Regions from separate parts of the Mustela erminea genome. Here region 2 is linked to region 1. The links are chromatin contacts, called in public Hi-C maps. All regions are on one chromosome and are shown on one strand. The core of a region is the stretch at or near the end of the contact, and the rest is flanking DNA. Distances in the headings are between cores, read along the strand shown. Region 1 overlaps LOC116581048 (a long non-coding RNA gene). Region 2 has its middle 24 kb from the start of C20H16orf72.

What was found. Hi-C and Micro-C count contacts between places; a contact is called where the count stands out from the background.
Region 2: a Hi-C map of skeletal muscle shows a contact between it and region 1, with 13 times the contacts expected there. The contact joins two enhancer-like sites. A contact is called at or near these places in 3 of 3 Hi-C or Micro-C datasets (fibroblasts, skeletal muscle and spleen).

Annotation. Positions count from the first base shown.
Region 1 is chr20:16,780,636-16,784,708 of mMusErm1.Pri, forward strand. All of the region lies in intron 2 of LOC116581048 (a long non-coding RNA gene), which reads right to left. Among named protein-coding and RNA genes, the nearest start is that of C20H16orf72, 36 kb to the right of the region's middle. Within about 2 kb of position 2,321, the one cell type or tissue checked has open chromatin away from gene starts, as enhancers often do. A contact at or near this core is called in fibroblasts, where this site is marked.
Region 2 is chr20:16,840,559-16,844,665 of mMusErm1.Pri, forward strand. No RefSeq gene overlaps it. Among named protein-coding and RNA genes, the nearest start is that of C20H16orf72, 24 kb to the left of the region's middle. Within about 2 kb of position 2,298, the one cell type or tissue checked has open chromatin away from gene starts, as enhancers often do. A contact at or near this core is called in fibroblasts, where this site is marked.

The DNA.
Region 1 (4,073 bases), core at 1,071-3,570:
GCCTTTGGCTCAGGTCATGATCTCAGGGCCCTGGGATCAAACCCCGAATCGAATCGGGCTCTCTCTCAGCGGGGAGCCTGCTCCCCCCGCCACCCCACTTGCCTCTCTTGCCTATTTGTGATCTCTGTCAAATAAATAAAATCTTTAAAAAATAAAAAGTAAAAGTGCACTGCAACGCATTTTGCAACAGACTCCAAACAAAATAAAGTAAGTGACATCGCAGAGACTGATAGGAAGGTATGGCAGAGCCACGTGCACCGAGGAGGGAGGGGGTCCTGGATTTAATGTGACGAGGAGCAGACAGCTAGACAAATGCCTACACCACGAGCCCATCTACTGTTTTACATCACAGGACGTGCTCTGGGAGAGGAGGGCAGCCAAGTGCTTCCTGTAAAGGATAGGACAGTCCGTATTTTTGGCTCTGTGACCTGTAAGGTGTCTGTCGCAACTCTTCAGCTCTTGCCGTTGAGGCGCCAAAACAGCCCAGGACAATAATGTGAACAGACAAGTCTAAATGGAGCTTAGGGAGAAAACCAGCCAGTGGGATGGATTTGGCCCTCGGCCTGTAGTTTTTTGGACTCCGGGCCCAGAAAGAAGACTGACTACCCGTGTCAAGGTCTGTACGAACTATATGGCAAGCACTAGCCTAAGAAGTTTACAAATACTCACTCATTAAACTCATGTAAGCCTCCTAAGAACGTGGAAGAGAGACTATCCTTCTGCACATCTTACAGAGGAAGAGACTGAGAGGCTCTGCTCAAGGTCACACAGCTCGTCAGCAGAACTGGGATTCAAACCCAGGTGGTCTCCACACAGAGACTGTCCATCAGTGTTACTCAGGTTAGTCCTCCGGTGGTGTCCTATTTCTCTGAGCAGTGTGCTTCTAGGATCCTGAACCAGCCACCTTGATAAAGAATTTCATTCTTACAATACAGAAAAAGCATGACTGCTTGGGAAAAGACGCGGTTTATCTCTCTTGATGTTGAGACCACAAAACACCACCATTTGACCAGTCGTCAAAAAAAAAAAAAAAAGTTAGACACACAAAATGATGTCATGCTGCCCGCTGTACCCCCAAGTTCCAGGGAAAAGAAGGATCGTGCCTGTTTCAGGTACGGAAAGTCACACAGGAGAAGAGTCCAGACTTTTTAGAGAAACGCAACCCTGTGTCTGAGTCACAGCTGGGCATCTCCCAGACAAGTCACTCAACCTCTCTGAGCCCTAGCTTCTCCACTGGCAAAAGAGGCTGGGACACACATGCCTCAGGGGTTGTGCCATAACCTTACAAGAGACCGTTTAGAAATGGGGCTAGGAGGATGCCTGGCCCCTTTCCTGTTGCCCACTACATAAATTCCTGTAGGATTGGCAGGTCCATTCCTGTCTGTCTGGTCCCCAGCTAGCTGCACACTGAGAAGCCAGAGCCTGCTTTGTCCACAGCCACAGACATCTTCTACCAAAGGCTAGCAGAAGAACTACAGCCACAACAAGAACCAAGGATGGCCAGGCCAAGGGCACTGCCAGCACCCCATGTGGTACAGCTTAGGAGTGGGAGGGAGGAGGTTGGGGGAGCAGTGTCTGAGCCCTGAGGACAAGTATCTGCAAGTTACAGCCCACTGATGGCCGAGTGTCCCAGATCCCAAAGCCAGAACCGGGGAGAGGGTCCATTTTACAAGTGGTCAAGGTGAGGCCCAGAGAACCGGACAGGGGCTTCTGAAGGAGCCTAGGAAAGCATCCACCCAGGCATTCTCCCGAGGTCCTGACCCAAGTTAGGCCAAGGTCAGCCCCACCCCCAGGTGCTCTGTTGGACCAAACACATGAATTTGAGCACAGGCACTGAAGGGGACATGCGCCCTGCAACCCACTGTTGTCTCTGTCACTGTTGTCACTTATCTGTCCCCACCCGCGTCTGTGTGTGCCGTCCCCGGCAAACAGGATCTCATGGAATTTTCGCCGTCAGTCTGGGATATGGTTACCCAGCTTGATAGGACGCGCAACAAAGGACAAGAGAGTAAGGTGTTGGCAGTGTGGGTCCTTCCAAACTGGCGCAACAACTGGATTGGGCACGGCACAAGTGGGGTGGGGAGGTTCCTTAGGGGAAAAGGTAGCGGCTGTGGGATCTGGCAGCAGACCCCCTGGGTTCACATCCTAACTTCGTCAACGTGCCACCCACCTTACCGGGGGACCACCCCTACCCCACAAGCCCTGGGCTGGGACAGCTGTCCCTTTAAGGCTCTGGTGGGCGGGCCCAGCCGTTCCCATGGAGCTCTCTGAGCTCCTTCCTGGCTTCCAAATTCCTGGCCCAAACAGGAAGTGAGTCACAGCAGGAGAATGCAGGGCTCCTGGCCTTAGGGAGACATTCAAGGGCAACCACAGGTTCCCCAGTGGGGGTCGGGCCTTCGTAGGGTGCTTGGCTCCCAGGGAAGTGGGACAAGATTTCGGCATCTGCTTGCATCGCTGGCTGGCGCCCAAGTGACAAAAGGTCTCTGAGGTCACCCGAGTTGACTGGGGTCAGGCAGGAGGTCCCACAGCCGTCTCTTTTGGTCACTAGCCAGAACTCCAACACCAGGGTTTGTGGAACCCATACCAAGAGCATGCGAAAAGATTTATAGATTCTCACAACACTGCAAGGCGGTCACCTTTGTCATCCCTACTTTCCAGGAGAGCAAACTCAGGCTCAGGTTAAGGAACCTGCCCTGAGTCCTACCACCCCACACCTCCCAGTCCTTGTGAATCTGAACCCAGTGCCTCCTACAGGACGGGGCGGGGGGCAGGGAGGACAGATCTGGATTAGGATCCTGGCTTGGCCACTTCCTGACCCTTTCGGTGGAGAGGCCCTCGTCCTTCCAACTACTACGTACTGTCTGCTCCTGTGAGGGGCAGGGGGACAGGCTCAAGTGAACGCACACAGCCTCCAGGGAAGGCAGGGAGACGCCAAACAAAAGTAGACACGATGAGAAACAAGGAGCAGAGAGAACAGTGCAGGAGTGGAGGGTCAGAAGGGCTCTCCCAGGAGGGGACACAGAAGATAAACAGAAAAGAAAGGGACAGACAGGGGCGCCTGGGTGGCTCAGTGGGTTAAAGCCTCTGCCTTCGGCTCAGGTCATGATCCCAGGGTCCTGGGATCGAGCCCCTCGTCAGGCTCTCCACTCAGCGGGGAGCCTGCTTCTCCCTCTACCTCTGCCTGCCTCTCTGCCTGCTTGTGATCTCTTGTCTGTCAAATAAATAAAATCTTAAAAAAAGAAGGGGACAGACAGCCTTTTCAAAGAGTGGGCAGAAGGGCAGCTCGGGGGCTGACGTAAATCAGAGAACTGCATCTGATAGAGCCCCTGAATCGAGTAAATTTTAATAGGAGGGAGAGGCCTCTACGGGAGAAGGTTCCAGTGGGGTGGACACGGGGCCCTGCCAGGTCACGCCCAGGACGGGAAATCCTCGCTGCTGGTACCCACTGAGAACACCAGCAGGAATGCCAGGGCCTGTGGCCCAAGCTTGGTCCCTCCTCCCTGGCCTCAGAAGTGGCCAGTCAGCACCCTGGAAACAACTGACCACCTCCCCACCCCCACCTCCTGTCTCTTTGGGGCCTCCCAGCCTGCCGGGCTGGGAGCCGTGCAGGACTGCAGTCACTGGTCTGGTGACCCCGCAGGCCAGTTACCCATGTCGGGAACATCTGTCGGCACTCTGGCTTCCACCGCTGAGAGTGAAACCCACGTGGTGGACGGAGGGAGGCAGCCCTGCCTGGGAGCTAACTTAACGTGGGATTTCTTTGGGCTGTCAGGTCCCAGGCAGCTCCTCAGGAGCCCACCTGCTCCTGTGTTGAGGTCGAGGTCAAGGCCATGCGCCACTGGGAAGAGACAGTTCCTGCCCTTGGGAGGTGGGTCCGGACCGAACCCAGGAGTGTCACCTAAACCGTTCCTTATGACACTCGCTGCACCTAACCTGTCCGCTGACCTCTGCGCACCCCACTCCTCCCCCAGAGTGCTCTCCCCTCGCTGGGGACAGCTTCCAGCCCACCACTTGCCGGTCTTGAGAGATCACTTCACCTCCCCCATGGAGGAACGGAGAGCACACTCAAGGCC
Region 2 (4,107 bases), core at 1,048-3,547, 60 kb after region 1:
CTAAACCAGCCAGATGCCCCCAAAAGACTGTGCTTTGAGACAAATGTTTGCTTGCTCAGAAGCAGCAGAAAAGGTTTGGGGGTGGCAAGCCACAACAAATACTGTCATTGAAGCAAAATTAGTACAGGTCTTAAATTCCCGAGGTTACAAAACAGCCTGGCTGAGGTCATTTGTGCCTAATTATTGTGCCTAATAATTACCTTGACTAATTAGAGCAAAGGTTTTGGAGTGTGTTTCTATTCCCAGACACTGAGTCATCAGTGACCCAGAATAAATCATTTCACTCTATTTGTGTCTTGGATCTTCGGCATGGGAGCACCCTTGGCCAACACCTCCGGGAAATTCCAAAGGCTTCATTAATTAATATTTGGAAAACAATGTAATTTGTATATGTCAGGCCTATAGAAACATGACATCAGTATGTTTTGTATGTTGGGTTCATTTATTTAATTATTCACCTACTCCCCAGGTGCACTTAATATTTATTAATATTTATTAAGTACCTCTTCCTAGCCAGGCCCTGAGAAAGGAAGTGGGAGTACAGGGGCTCCTGGGTGGCTCAGTGGGTTAAAGCCTCTGCCTTCAGCTCAGGTTGTGATCCCAGGGTCCTGGGATCGAGCCCCACATCGGGCTCTCTGCTCAGTGGGGAGTCTGCTTCCTCTCTCTCTGCCTGCCTCTCTGCCTACTTGTGATCTGTCTGTCAAATAAATAAATAAAAATTTTTTTAAAAAGTGGGAGTACAACATGAACAAGACAGATGGACCCCTGTCCTCATGAAGCTTGTAGTCTAGGGGTGGAGGCAGATGGTAAGTAAGTAAAGCAACAGACACAATAATTACAAACTGCGAAGTGCTACAAGGAAAATTACTCTGCCACAGGCACTAGCACAAGAGGTGATCACAGAGGGCTTCTTAGAGGAGGTGGCCCCCAAGCTAAGTCCTGAAGGAAATAGCCGGTAGAATCGGCATTCTATATGAATGGAGGGCATGACAGGAAGCAAGACACGACACGCAGGCAAGAGTGGTAAATGGTCATGACAAGCACAGCCTTTCTGGGTTTAAAGCCTGCTCTGTCCCTGCCACTGACTAGTGGTCGTGGGGGACAGGGGAGAGCTGGGAACAGGAAGTGACTGTTTAGTGGGCATAGGATTCCTTTTGGGGTGATGAAAATATCTTGGAAGAGGACAGAGGTGATGGTTGCACAACAGTGTGAACATACTAAACATCACTGAATTGTTCACTAGAAAGTGATTAAGGTGTGGGGTGCCTGAGTGGCTCAGTGGGTTAGAACCTCTGCCTTCGGCTCAGGTCATGATCCCAGGGTCCTGGGATAGAGCCCTTCCGTGGAGAGCCTGCTTCCCCCTCTCTCTCTGCCTGCCTGCCTCTCTGCCTACTTGTGATCTCTGTCAAATAAACAAAATCTTTAAAAAAAAAAAAAAAGATTAAGGTGAATTTTATGCTATGTGAATTTCACCTCAATTAAACAAATCTTAAACACACATATGCACACACACACACACACACACATACAAACACACACACACACATGTGCATGCACACTGAGCAAGCTTTCCTTCCCCGCAGCTGGGAATCCTCAGCCCAGCCCAGGAACCTCATTTGGGAATGACCTTCCATCCCCTCCAGGGAGTGGAGGCCTGTTCAGTTCTGCAGACTGAACAGGTCTTACTCCCTAAACTGCAAGAAGGGGAATTCAGATCTCATTGTGGAGGCCTTACTATGTGCCAGGCCCTGTGCTAGACAGTTTATAGGAACTGTATCTGTCAATCCTCCTGACCCTCTGTCCTACCCCACTGTTCGATTCTTCACGGAGCTTATCACCAGCTGACATTTCAATGTATATACATTATTTGATCACTGTTGTTTTTTCCTCCCCAGAATGTAAGCTTCGTGGGGGCAGGAATTTTGTCTGTTTTGTTCACTACCACATTCCTCATGCCTGGCACATAGTAGGTGCTCAATAAATTAATTAGGTGGAATAACCTAGCAAGAGAGGACTTAGCATCTGCAGTTTACAGGTGGGGAAAGGTGGGCTCAATGATTTGCTAAGTTCCCATGACTGGTAAGGAACAGAGATAGAATTTGAACTCGGGCCATCCAGGGGCAGAGCCTACGATGCAGGGAGCTTTCCTTCATCAGCTTCCTAGTCCCTGCTGGGACTATGAATTGAAGTCTGAAAATTAAAGGCATATAGGCCATGACTCATCTCTTAGGCAAAGAGGAGGGAAATCATGACCCAGAGCTGAGTCATCGTTTCTGCTTCCCTCTGTGCTGACTCGTTCATTCTCCAGTTCTTGGCCTCCCCAAGCTCTGTGCTGGGGTGAGGCCAGGGGCTCAACATAGTCCAAGGCTCCTTTCTCATCTTGACTCTGCCCTCTTGGCTGGGACATTCTGACCCAGACGAAACCACAGATGTCGGTCCAGGCCAGCCATGCCCGGAGGGCCACTCAGATCTGGACACAAGAATCTGAGGCCATGGAGGTGTCTGAATGCTGGCAGTGTGAGGCCTCAGAATGCCTCCCACTTTTAGGTTTTCTTGCATGGAGGGTGCCAGGAGTAACTTATTTAAAACACGAATTAAATCTAACTTCTAAAAAAAGACGCAAGCCTTAACATCAGAAAGAGATGGGTTGGAAACGCAGCTCGGCTGCTTATGAGCTGTGTGCCCTTGGGCATGCTACTTGACTATTCTGTTCTTCAGGTTCCTCCTTCGGAAAACGAGGACATATTATCTGCTTCTGAGAGTTGGCAAGAGGACAGAAGAGGACATTTTGAGTGGGGGCCATTTGCACAGCCTGAAGTAGGAGGAAAACATGCCCTAAGACAGTGGAATGCTGAGGACTGAACTCTGGGGCAGAGATGGCACTGGGGTGAGGTTGAAGGTAACAAGATTCTGGGTGTGGGCCCAAGGCTGGCCGGTGAATCAAAGCATGATGCTGAACTCGTAGCTTAACCTCTGGAAGCTTCCCTTTCTCCTACTGTGTAAGAGTGGAGGTTGGACCTGGCCAGACCCTGCCCTGTCCCTCACAGAATGAAAATATTCCACAAAAGGAAGCCTGCTAATGGACATCAGGGTGAGAGAATGGAAGGCAGGGGCTTTAAAACAATTCCCCTAGTGATACACGAATATATTTTTGTGAGAGATTCTAAAAATTCAAATCTACACAGAGCAAAATATGAAGTTCCTCTTCATCAGCTTCTACCATCAACAGTTTGGAGCACATCCTTACAGCCTCTTTGCTTTGTGTTTATGCCGATATGTGCGCAGGGCTCCTAGCTAACGGCACTTACTACCTGTCAGGCAGTGCTCCAAGGAATTTACATAGGTTAATTTTTTGATCTCCACAGCAATAGCATGAGGCAAATCCTTTGATCTCATTTATGTATTTATTTACTTTAAAGATTTTATTTATTTATATGAGAGAGAACATGAGCAGGAGGAGGAGCAGAAGGAGAGAGCGGAGCCCCGACGTAGGGCTCCATCCCAGGACCCTGAGATCATGACCTGAGCTAAAGGCAGATGCTCAACCTACTGAGCCACCCAGGTGCCACTCTATTATCTCTTTTACAGAGAAGGAAATGCAGGTCCAGAGAGGTGAAGTAACCTCCCCAAAGCCACATAGCTTCAGACAGAAGCTGGGATTCAAACCCATATAGCCGGGCCCCAGATTCTATATACATAGCCACTGCATTCTACTCTTTTAAGTAGTTTTTCTCTTCCATGCAGGGCATCATAGCTGGTGTATCCCTGGCATGTTGCCGTTTGCATTCAATAGCCTTTTGAGAACATCCCGTGTCAGTTCATAAGGGTCTTCTTCCCTCCCTTCAAGGACAGCACAGCACTGTATGGTGTCCCAGCACAAAGATGCTGTAATGTATCTGTCCATTTCTTGCAGACAGACCATCAAGGGGTTTCTACCCTTTCAGTTTGACAAGCAATCCTTTGGCTCTCACCACTTGACCATATGTCTCTAGGCACTCACAGAGATTTCCAGTTTATACCCCACTATCAGCGTATAAGCACCCAATCCCCACACTCTTGCCCGCACTGGTTGGGTACAGCTTCTGCTTATGGCCCCTGGATGGGGGA